Linked DNA regions of Cricetulus griseus: region 2 is linked to region 1. The links are chromatin contacts, called in public Hi-C maps. All regions are on one chromosome and are shown on one strand. Each heading gives the region's core, a stretch centred on a gene start, on an enhancer-like site or on the middle of the called end of the contact. The rest is flanking DNA. Distances are from core to core; before and after follow the strand shown.

The links. A called contact is a pair of places that touch in the nucleus more often than the background predicts.
Region 2: a Hi-C map of the CHO-K1 cell line shows a contact between it and region 1, with 2.6 times the contacts expected there. The contact joins the enhancer-like site here to the promoter of Zdhhc11b in region 1. A contact is called at or near these places in 2 of 8 Hi-C or Micro-C datasets (the CHO-K1 cell line and liver).

Annotation. Positions count from the first base shown.
Region 1 is chr2:368,635,312-368,641,227 of CriGri-PICRH-1.0, reverse strand. It overlaps Zdhhc11b (probable palmitoyltransferase ZDHHC11B), which reads right to left and starts at 2,115. Exons shown (of 8, transcript XM_027400025.2): 1 at 1,837-2,115. The coding sequence starts at 2,115.
Region 2 is chr2:368,689,137-368,695,248 of CriGri-PICRH-1.0, reverse strand. It overlaps Tppp (tubulin polymerization-promoting protein), which reads right to left. Exons shown (of 3, transcript XM_035439167.1): 2 at 1,400-1,553; 3 at 904-1,122. The coding sequence ends at 928. Among named protein-coding and RNA genes, the nearest start is that of Tppp, 8.3 kb to the right of the region's middle. Within about 2 kb of position 4,003, at least 1 of the 6 cell types and tissues checked has open chromatin away from gene starts, as enhancers often do.

The sequences.
Region 1 (5,916 bases), core at 866-3,365:
GGTGATTATTTACAAGAAAGTCAGGGTAGTGACGAACACCCGCAGTCCCAACATTTGAGAGGCTGAGGCAGGGAGAGTGGGAGATCACAGTGAGCTTGGGCTGCATGGGAGATCCAATTTCAGGTAAAAAGAGAGGGAGGGAAGAAGGGAGGGGAGGAAGGGAGGGAAGGAGGAAGGGAGGGAGGGAGGGAGGGAGAGAGGGAGGGAGGGAGGGAGGGAGACAAAGAAGATATGTTCTATATGGCCTGAAGCCAGGTGTAGTGGTGTGGGTACACCTCTAATTCTAACAGCTGAGAGGCTGAGTCTGGAGGATAACAAGTTCACCGCCTGACGGGGCTACACAGAAAATCCTATCCAAATAAAAAAATCCGTATCCTTCAGAGATGAAATAAAAAAAGCATAGGAAATATTATGAATAACTTTATTTATTCAAGAAATTTGACATTTTAGAAGAAATATTCAAATTTCATGAAAAATACAACTTACTAGAATGAGCATAAGCTGAAACAGAAAGCCTGAATAGCTGTTTTCCTGTTACATTGAATTCACTATCAAAAGCCTTCCCACAAATGAGTCTCTACCACTGAGATGAAAAGAATCAGCCACAGCTAAACTAGGACATATTCTACCCATGGTCTTCAACCAAAGGCCTAGAGGTGCCACACTATGGGAAGTTTCAGGGTGCTGCAACCACAAGCTGTGGTACAGCGAGTGCTCTGGGTTCAATCCCTGGCATTTGTTGCAAAATTAAAGAAAATTGGGATGCTGGCAATAGGGATTTTGGGAAACTGAGTGATGGAGTTTGCTGTGCGCTTTTCCAGGAAGATGGTAGCATAGTGGTTATGAGCATAAAAGCCAGGCTCCAATATAAACCACAGCATTTACAGGTAATAGTTTATGACATCTGAGGTTTTTAAAGATGATCCCCTGAATATGCATGTGAAAAATGGAAAACTGGTCAGCCCTGACTGCTGAAGTGGGTGACTGTGAGACACTACCATACCCAGTCTCAACAAAGCAGCCCCCAAGAAATCACAGTATGGGCCCCTGCTCTTTTAACAGTCGCTTGATCCTGTGTGTTGTACCTCCTCCTTCCTAACCTATGTCTGGTTCTCTCAACTCCAGGACCTGCAGAATGTCAGACAAAGCAATGTGCCTCATAGAGCCTATGGCCAGGTTACGTTCTCACTAAAATGGGCTCACCCTGGGCTTATGGATGTAATTTTCTGGGCCCAGGCCCACTTTGCAGCAACTTGGCACTGGCTCTAATGTGGATCCATGCCTAAAGACCTGGTTTCTCTAATCAGATGCTAAGTGTAATGTTAGATCCCAGGTACCCACCCTGATATACACCATACCACATGGGCATGTCTCCCCATGGTCCTGTGGAATCATCTCTAAAGGCCTGGCCACTCCTTAGGTCTAGGCTCTGTAGTGCCGAACAAGCACATTGGCAGGATGCCAGTTGGAGGCAGCCAAACATGTGCTTCTGAAGTCCTTCCTTATTGGTCTAGCTACTGTGTCAGTCAACAGAGAGGGATCTGTCTGTGCCCTGTAAGAAAGATAATGTGATTGGAATCTGTGACTGGTACTTCCCTTTCCTTGGGTCACCACCTCCAGGACTGCTACTGTCACCTGGAATCTAGCAGATTCTACCTTCACAGTAGCAAGATCACCTTCTATCAGGCAATGTGCAGTCACGGGACTAACTTCAGGGCCACTAGGCAGAGACAGAGCCCATTGCAAAGGCATGATGGGGTTCAGGGCCAGTTCTCTTGAAGACATTCAGAAACCCCTCCACCTCCAAGAGACAGGCAGCCCAGGGCCCCACCCCACTAGCACAAAGGATACAAAATAGGCAGCATGTTTCCAGCTAGTTGGTAGAAAGGGGATGAAGATCCCAAAGGTGGCAATGGACATGGCCAGACAGGTGGTCCAGGATATTGCCTGGAAGGAGTGGAGGGGTGGTGACCAGCCATTCACCCTGGACAAAGGGCGTGGTAGGATCTTCTTCACATTATTGGCTTGGGCTTCTGGGAGGACCCGGTTCCGGTTCATACCACAGATGTTCATCTGAGAGATAGAAAGGGCACAAAGCTGTCTGTCGCTGGGCATAGAATGAGTGGCCTACGATACTGCTTGACATTGTCAGGGGGGTCACCAGGACCTGGGCCAAAAGCTAATATCTATATGGCAGGTTGGTATGGCTGACTAGGCTTGGCAGGAGGTTCCTATCATGACAGGTAGGTTTGCAACCCCTCAAATAGTGGCCACAAGGCTAGGTATAGCTATCCCACCTCTGTGGATACAGCTACCCATGAAAAGACCCCTGGTTGGGCCAGATCTACTTAAGTACCACATTTCTCCTTGACACAATTCTGTCCTGAATGTTCAAGTGACAAATACCAGAAAATACATAAAGAGGCCATCCTACATAAGAACCCAAATTCATCCATTTCCCTAGGATCTTACCACCCAGGACACTCCCTCTTAAAAGTGCTGCTGTGAAGGGCCAGCATTAGAGAGGGGCCTGGGACAAAGAGAAAAGCACAGTAGACTGATTCACAGGAAAGGGCCCTGGCAGTGAACCCAACAAGGTGAGTCCTCACATTCCTAACAGGCCCAAAGTTCAGCTCTGGTATTGTCGCTGTGTGAGAACACACTCTTGCACCATACATACCACACAAAGCTACACACCATACAGAACATACTGCTCAACACACACAGGACAGTACTCCCCACATCAAATGTGTGCATCACACAGTTCTTAGGACCTCCAGACTCCTCCTCCTCTTGCTACCTGGCATGCCCATACCAAGCCCATCCTCTGTCAGTCATCTGTCCATATTTTGCCTGTGATACTTGTCAATACTGCAGCTTGCCTCCCTCAAAGTCACACCCCATCATCTGGACTGGAGTCCCTTCATTCACTCATTTCATAAGAGCATAATTGGTCCTCTCAAAATTTGAGGACTAAGGGTTGTCTGTGACTCTGGTAAGCTGTGAGCTGTAAAGTCACTAGTGAGCTCTGATTTCAGATTCAAGAATCAGTGGTGCTGGGAGCTTCTAGCATCTTTGACTATTTTGATTGAGGTCTCTTGCTTCTATACTCCCCACCTTCATCGTAGGTTTCATTGTGGGACTCTGCCATGACTACTAACACAGCCACAGCCAACCTTTCCCAGAGCTTCCTGCATGTGCTACTCACAGCCATGAATTCTGTCCTGATATCTAGCCTTAGGTGCCTCCCATAATTCTCTTTGAACTGTCCAACACTGCTGTTATCTACCCATTCCACTCATGATCTCCCATCAGTACCCTCATTTCTCAGGAGGAGCTTTCCCAATCTTGGCATCTCATTGTATGCCCCATGGAGAGGTTCATCAGACAAAGACCCTGCCAGCTCCAAGAAATCAAACAGGTCACATGATAACTGGGGTCTCCGATGGGCTGAGTCTCCACCTGTGAGGCCCTGGCCCAGGGACCTATGGGGTGAAACCCCAATTCCCGTGGCCATTGTCTACTTCTGACTTCTCACCTCTCTCATCAGGTTGAGCTGTAAAAGTCAGACACTTCTTGCTCAGTGCTGACACATTAAACCATGGAGGAACCTCTTCGTGTACACAGCAGATATGGAATGCCTCACAAAGGAAGGTTCCACAGCTCATAAAGCCACAGCCCCTGCAACCAAGGAGACTACCTGCTGTTGACTGGGGGACAGAACAGAGGTGGCAGACAAACAGGTGGCATAGTTAGGTGGGAATGGGGCTAGCTGATTTCCACAGCTGGGACTCTGATAGCAGAGCCCAGCTTTACTACCCACACCTGAACTGGCTTTGCATGGTCCTGAGTTTTTACTAGAAAACTATTGTAACCTCTTACTGAAGGCCATCAGCTTGTGTGTGGGCCTCTGACATGCACCTCTAACTCCAACTTCTTTACACTTGATCCCCAGCATTTTTTGCTGTAGAAGCTGAGGGGCACATGCTTCATGGAGAAACGCAAAACTTTGAGCCTAACCACTACTGCTTGCAGACTACTCCTCTCTGGTAGCCATGGGTCTGGATGGCCCAGTGATGTTTCCTAGACTCTGGATGCTGAGTGGTGAGTTGAAGCCCCATGCTCTCCTGAGAATTTCCAAACACAATCCTACTTGAGTCTTTTCCCTCCGTGTTTCAAATTTTAGCTTAAGAAATGTTTAGTTCCATCAATCTCATTATAGGGGAAGGGTATTTAAGGTACCTCTCCACTATTGCTTAGATTCTTAGTTGGGGTCATCCTTGTTGATTCCTGGAGTTTTCCCTAGTGCCAGGTTTCTCATTAAGCCCATAACGGCTCCCTCTCTTTCCTTGCTCTCCTCTGTTGTTCCCCAGCTGGATCTTCCTGATCCTTCATGTTCTCCTCCCCCTCTCCTTTTCTCCTACCACCCCCTCCCAGTTTGCTCAGGAGATCTTGTTCCTTTCCCCTTCTCCGGGGACCATGCATGTCTCTTAGGGTCCTCATTGTTTACTAGCTTCTCTGAGGTTATGAATCCTTTGGTCTATGCCTAATATCCACTTATGAGTACATACCATGTTTTCCTTTCTGTGTCTGGGTTACCTCACCCAGGATGGTTTCCTCTAGTTCCATCCATTTGCCTATGAATTTCAGGATTCCATTGTTTTTTGTTTTTGTTTTTGTTTTTTCCACTGAGTAGTGCTCCATTGTGTAAATGTTCCACATTTTCTGTATCCATTCTTTGGTTGAGGGGCATCTAGGTTGCTTCCAGGTTCTGGCTATTACAAATAATGCTGCTATGAACATAGTTTAACAGATGTCCTTGTGGTATGAGTGTGCATCCTTTGGGTATATGCCTAAGAGTGAAATTGCTGGATCTTGAGATAGATTGATTCCCATTTTCCTGATAAACGGCCATATTGATTTCCAAAGTGGCTGTTCAAGTTGACACTCCCACCAGCAATGGAGGAGTGTTCCTCTTTCTCCACATCCTTTCCAGCATAAATTGTCATTGGTGTTTTTGATTTTAGCTATTCTGACAGGTGTAAGATGGTATCTCAGAGTTGTTTTGATTTGCATTTCCCTGATGGCTAAGGATGCTGAGCACTTCTTAAGTGCCTTTTGGCCATTTGAAATTCCTCTTGAGAATTCTCTATTTAGATCTGTATCACATTTTTAATTGGATTATTTGCCTCACCCTCCCTGAGGAGTGGATGGGGGGATAGTGTGTGTGGGAAGGAATGGGATGACGGGACGGAGAGGGACCTGGGATTGGTATGTAAAGTAAGATTGTTTTTAATAAAAAACAACAAAAAAGAAATGTTTAGTTCCTATTTGTGGACTCCTAAAGTGACGTGGATGCTCCCAGTATGGGCTGACTGCTGATGCATCCCTGGACTGTGATAGGACGGACAGGATACATCCCTTACATCCATAGCAGCCCCTGTGGTGGTGTGCATCACCCCCAGAAAGCCACTTGCAGGCAGGATGCTGTGGTGGCTGAAGGATGCTGTGTCTGGCTCTGCAGCCAGTTGTCCACATAGACCAGGGTCCACAGTCTCACCTGAAGCCACTGTCCAGAGTGTATGGGAAACACATCATTAAGAGACACTGAAGACACTGGGTAGGGCGGGTTAAGAGCATGATAGAGAGTACGGCTGGAGGGAAGGCCAGTCTGGTAGGATGTGGCACCAACCATAACTCTTGCTAGTCAGAATCTGCTTAGGACAGTCTGGGGCTGGGAGTGGTGGTGAGATCCTAGCTCCAGCATGTGCTACTGGACTCTCAAAGGGTGCCAATGAGCCTCCCAGAAGGCATCTCTCCTAGAATTACTGTGTGGCTCTCTTGCCATGTATTTGCAGCCCCTCTGCAGGGCTGGAAAGGAGTTAAACTTTGTTAAAACTTCCTCATTCTCAAGGA
Region 2 (6,112 bases), core at 2,754-5,253, 52 kb before region 1:
GAAGACACATACTTTTGAGCAAAGCACAACATAACTTTCCCTGGCAAAAGCTCCAATCTCACACTGGTGGAACAACTGCCCAGGTCTGTTCTGGACCAAATGTTTCAGCATCATGTGTGTCCAAACCTGGTGATGGGTCAGGACAAGGAGAAAGTCAAGGCAGCTTCATGTTCTGGATCTTCCTGGACCACTCTTGAGACCAAGCACATAGTCTTGTCATTTCTTAGAACAGCACTGAAAAAACTTCCAGCTTCATGCTCCAAGTCACTCCCCTGGTCACCAGGGGCCTTCCATTGTCTCTTGGCCACTCAGTACAGACTTGGTTGATGAGCGTGCATGTGTGTGTGCGTGCATGTGTGTGTGTGTGTGTGTGTGTGTGTGTGTGTGTGTGTGTGCATGTGTACTGATGTGAGCTGTTCCACACACAATGGCACAACAACCAGGTAGCCTCAGTCATGTCCTGTGGTTAGGAAGGATGAAGGGGCCTATTCAGGATGACTTTATGCAGTTGGTTAGTTCCTTAGCTCCTACTGCCCTAGTAGGGCCTGGATAAGGTCAGTGTGAGTTCTAATGTCTGCTCTGCTCATCCTTATACCTACCAATGCTCAAAACACCCCCTTTTTGCCTGCAGATCAAGTGGCCAGTGTAGTATGATCCTAGGAGAGACCGTTTGGAAATAGCAGTCCATTTCCCAGCTGTGGACAGGGCAGGTATGTTAGGAAAGGACATGAATCATGGGCCAAATGTGGGGTCTGAGAGAGAAGTGTCAAAGCACCCAGCAGGAGGAGGCCTGGGCATTGCCCCCACCATTGCCTAGTGGAGGTGCATTCTGAGTTCTGCCCAGCTGAACATAGGAATGTAATGAAGTGCAATGGGTGTAAGTCCTGTGCCTGGCACCCGCAGTGTCCAGAGCTTTGGCCTGTAAGGCTACTTGCCCCCCTGCACCTTCTGGTCATAGGTGCCTGCATGCTTGTAGCCAGGCACATAGCCTGACTCATCCACCAGGTCCACACGGCCAGCTTTGCCCTTGCCCTTTCCTGATTGGTCAAAGCGCTCTTTGTGAGAGCCTGTGAACTTGGTTGTGTCTGTGAGCCGTGACACCGTAGGCGAGGACACAGCTTTCTGCAAGAGAACAGAAGAGGGTGTTATCACAAGCCAAGCAAGTGAGGGAGCTGGGTAAGAATTGTCTCTATCTACGCAGCATTTCAGTGGGAGGTGGCAGGGGTTGTAGGAGGAGCTAGCAAGGGCTGTGAAGGCCACATGTTCAGACAAGGGATTACCTCTCCTGGCTCCAGGTTAGCCCCAGACTTATAGGGCTAACAAGTCTACCGGGCCATGGTCTCCCCAAGGGCAGATGCAAGCAAGAGTACTAAGTCCCACCAGTGCTTCATCCCCTCACCGTGACACCAGAGATGACTGGTGATCGTCCCTCAATGAGCCGGTGCACCTCACGCACAGCCTCCTCGCTGCTCTTATCCTTGAACCGCTTCTTGGCCAGCTCCTCCAGCGCCTCCTGGAATTGCTCAAAAGTGATGGTCCTGCAGGACTTCCCTCTGTGGGTGACAAACTTTTTGAGTCCTCAGGTAGTATGCAGTCCTCCAGGACCAACCCCACATGTATACCATCCCTTCCTGCATTCTGCAGTGATCCCCACTGGCCATGGCCAAAAGTCACCAGCCACTGCCAACAGACTGGAAAGAATGAAGGAAGCATATTCTTTAAGAACTACAGAGTGTCAGGACTTTTCTGTCTGTTCCACAAGCGGCAGTGTGGTCTCTCCTGGGTGCAAGGGCAGAGGGAAAACCAGGAGAGAAGATCCTCTTATCTTTTCAGGGGACACCCTAGCCAGTCAAGGAGCAGGAGGGAACCCAGGCCTAAACCAGGGTTAGAAGTGGCCCAGGAGGAGCCTAAGGCTATGGTCATCACAGTAGGCAAGATTAGGAGGAGCTGTAACACCTGTCCTGCTCAGAGTCCTATGAGTGCACAGTGCCAAGCAGCCTGGTCAGCAGGATGGCGTGAAGTTGCAATGCTCACCCACCATGTGCACCCTGCCACGGGGGAGCATCCTAGATTCCCTGTCATTTCACAAAATCCTCCCTTCATAAAAAGTTATGAAGTTATTTATAGTAATTTTACTTTAAACCATTTTCAACTTGGCATTCACCCCCAACTAATTCAAATTAGTGAAGTTTTCGATGTTTTGACATAGTGTGAAGTCCTGCATGTTGCTGGGGCATTTTAGTCCAATGGCCTGAGATAAGCTACCTCTTATGGCCAGGCATGCCACTGACCCCAGCTGCAGTGCTACGAGTTCAGGACTTTCAAACAGTTGACTGACAAAATCCCAGTGGGGCTTCTATGACTGTCCGTCAGCATAGGTTCCAGAGCAGCCAGGATGAGTTTATGAAAACAAAAAGGTTGAAGGCCTGAGACCACACTAGTCTAAGACACCTTTCAAAGCCTCATGAAGGAGACAGTATGAGACAGACATACAGATCAGTGTATCTGGAGCCCACACAGGTGACTAACTTGAACAAGCTCAAGGAGAAAGGACTATTTCAAGAAATTACTAGAACAACTGCTACCTCTGCAAAATAAACCAACTAGGATCCACAGCAGGACTCCAGAGTCAACCTTCTCAAGCATATCTAGATAACCTGGGTGACCTTAGGGTGGGCAAGGTTTTCTTAGAAATGATGCCAAATCATCATGTTCAATAATAGAAAACAGGCAAACTGGACTTCAGAATATTAAAATCCATGTCCTTTCAAATGACACTGAAGATAAATACCACAGAGCTGAAAAAAAAATGCTTGGAACACACTAACTTGAAAAGGAGCTTGTATCTGAAATATGCAACTTAACAAGAAAATTTCAGCCGGGCAGGGGTGGTGCACGCCTTTAATCCCAGCACTTGGGAGGCAGAGGCAGGTGGATCTCTATGAGTTCGAGACCAGCCTGGTCTACAAGTGCTAGTTCCAGGACAGGCTCCAAAAGCTACACAGGGAAACCCTGTCTTGAAAAGCCAAAATAATTTTTTTAAAGAAAAAAAAAGAAAATTTCAAATGGGCCAAGTATTTGGACCAGATACCTCCCCAAAGAAAACCCACTGATGGGAAAACAGCTCACATGACAAGTCACCCATGAGAACAGCAGAGGTAATGGGGGAAATTGACCGCTGCAGGCTAAGGAGGAATGACATTGAGCCAGTCTTTCAGGAGAAATGAAGATTTAAGCTCATGTTAAACCCATTTGTGAATATTGTACAGATTTTCTTCAGTCATTCAAACTTGAGAAGCACCCAAATGTCCTTTAGCAGTGGCCCAATAAAGCATTCTGTGGACAGCAGTGTGAGGCTACACCAGTGACAACACAGTCACAAAGTGGACCCTTAGTGGCTGGGCTGAGGAACCAGATGTGAAAATACTACTGTTCCACACACCCTGAGTTTTTACTGGTGCCTACAAGAGTCTCACACTACACTAGTCCTGAACACATGGGGCATTCTACAAACAAATGGGAGAGCTGAGCCAATTACCCTTTGAGAAATGCACGGAACCCCATGTTGTAGACTGCACCTACTTCTCAGGAGACTGGGGAAGCCACGGAGGCATTACACTTGGATCGAGGACACAACACAGGAGCTAGAGTCCCACAGTGACACTGCGGATCCTAGAACTTTGTAGAACTGCCTGTGGTGCAGGTAATGGAATCTCAGTAGAAGCCTTGTGTCTTAGAGGGTGGGTTCTAGTCCTTCAGTGCTCTCAGCCCCAGTACTTACCAGCTACCTTTGACATACTGGGAGATTCAGGGCAGTTGAGCAGCTTGGCTTCACAGTCCAATGGTGCCTGGAGATGACAGCTTTTCCCTCTCTACTAGGACCTTGGGGGTGTGTTGCTCTAAGGCCCCTCAGGGCTGCTCTGTTTGTCCTGAGAAGTCAAAAGCGCTCTTGTCTCCTACTCCCAACCCTTCCTGGGCTGACATGAGGATGCCAGGCCTAATGACCAGCCTGGCAACCAACTGCTGGGGCACACAGCCCTTTCTGGGCTGCCTCGGCACCAGGCACCACCAGCATGAGTCACTGGGGGATGGGGTAACTGGAGGGACTCAGCCATCACAGGCCACATTCAGATAGAACTGGATGTTTGTTCTACTGGTACCAAGAAAACCTTTCTGGCCTATGTCCCCATAAATCTGTATTGTTGGGGAGAGGGGTCCCTGCCTTGGTTCCTAGTTCACAGGGAATTTCCCAGGAGACCCAGGCACTTCTTGAAGCAGAATCCCCAACTAGCTCTGGGAAAACAATGCCCATTTCTTCCTCACAAATGTGAAAACTGCAGGGCTCTCCTACACAGTGAGCCTATATCTAGACATCCCAGGACTGAGGGCTCTTCCTAGGGCTTGGCCTTCCCTGTCTTTGGTTCCCAAGCTGTCCAAAGCTGGCCTACAAGTGGGTCTCTGCTCAAATATATTTCAAGAGCCTGGGATTGCTTCCCAGGCCATGTCCCCATATGTGCAGTGCACCTTCTCAGTCCCTTGGGAACCCTGGTACCTGGATAGGCGGGTCAGGACCTAGCATCAGGCAACAGAGCCCTCTGAGGAAGGTCTACTCCTTTATGGCCAATACCACAAAACTACCACTCCCCACCTCACCTTTGGGCTTTCACAGATCCCCTAGTCCGGCCCATTCATCACCTTTGTGAAGAGGTCCCTGTCAAGGCTTGAGTAATAAGTAATGAAACTCGTAAGTGATGAAAGACTGGGGCATTCGGGACAAGACAGGGAGGCCTGGGCTTCTCAGTTCCTGGCATTGACAGAAGCTGTTGCTTCTGAAGTAACCACCAGCTAGATACCATTCAGACCGAGAAGGTTCGAGGGTGGAAAGATACTCCCTCCCCATACATGTGGTGGTCTGAAAGCAGCAAAGGACCTGGAAGGGATCCCCCTCACCCCCCAGGCAGTGAGAACCTCTAGTCCAGGATCCTGCCCTGCAGGAATACTTTCTCATAGAAAGCCCTCCTGCAGTCTTTCCGTAGAAATACAGAGCTGACCTGTGCCTGGTGAACCGCAGAGCAGCCTCAGCTGCCATGGGCCTCAAGTTGCTATCAATGTCTCTGGCTCTTTAGATGTATTCAACAGAGGTGCAGAAATCTCGTCATTCTCTTCAGATGCCATCCTCTTGTTCCTTTCTCAGGTGTCTCCCATGCCCACTGACTACCCATCTACCTCACGGCCCCACCCTGCACTCTCTATGGAAGACAATGCTGACACTGTTGAAAGTCTAGCCCTGTCAGTTCTCTGTACCCTCAGCAGGTCACTGGACTCAAGAAGTCTCCTGGGAGTAGGCTATGTGCTCTCTGCCCAGAGGGGCCTGGATGCCCATCAGCCTGTTTCAGGAAATCAGAGGTCATGCAGCAACACTGTTATAGCCCTGGTCTGGGCACATTCCAGATGTCTGTTTACAGGCAGTCACCAGCTTGCCTAGAGTGGACATTTGTGACCTACGGCATTGCTATTTCCCTCTATTGGGAACAAATTGTCTCAAACTATCTTTTCACTTGTCACTTAGTGTTTTCCAAGGAGCTGGAGGTTGTGGGATAAAGTTCTCCAGGTGATCCCAAATGAGAACCACGTCGGCCCACCCCCACCTCCTCAAGGCTTTGGCCTGGATTGAGTAGGGCTAAGCCATGAGGAGAGATGTCCCTGCAAGTGTTCAGACAAGTTATGGATATTCATTCTCCTGCATGTCCTTCATGCATTGGCTAGCCAACTTCCCAAGGCAAGGTGGAAGAGCTGAGGAGCAGGGAGAGCCCAATGGCCTGATCCTTACCTGGTTACTGCAGACTCACCAGAGCAGATGAAGCCTTGACCACAAAGCCATGGGAACCATTAGCTCAATGACTATCAGGCAAAAAAAAACCTCTACGTGTCTTGTCTATCCTCCAACAGAGGTCAGAACCCTGAGATTTCTCTGCAGGGTCTGAGGGGTTCCGCTGCACTGCCATATGTAGCCACTAGAGGGCCATGCAGAAGTAAGATTAGCAGCAAGGCTTCAGATACTGGGACACCTGAAGTCTAGGATGCATGCTGGATCTTGCTTGCTCCATTCAAG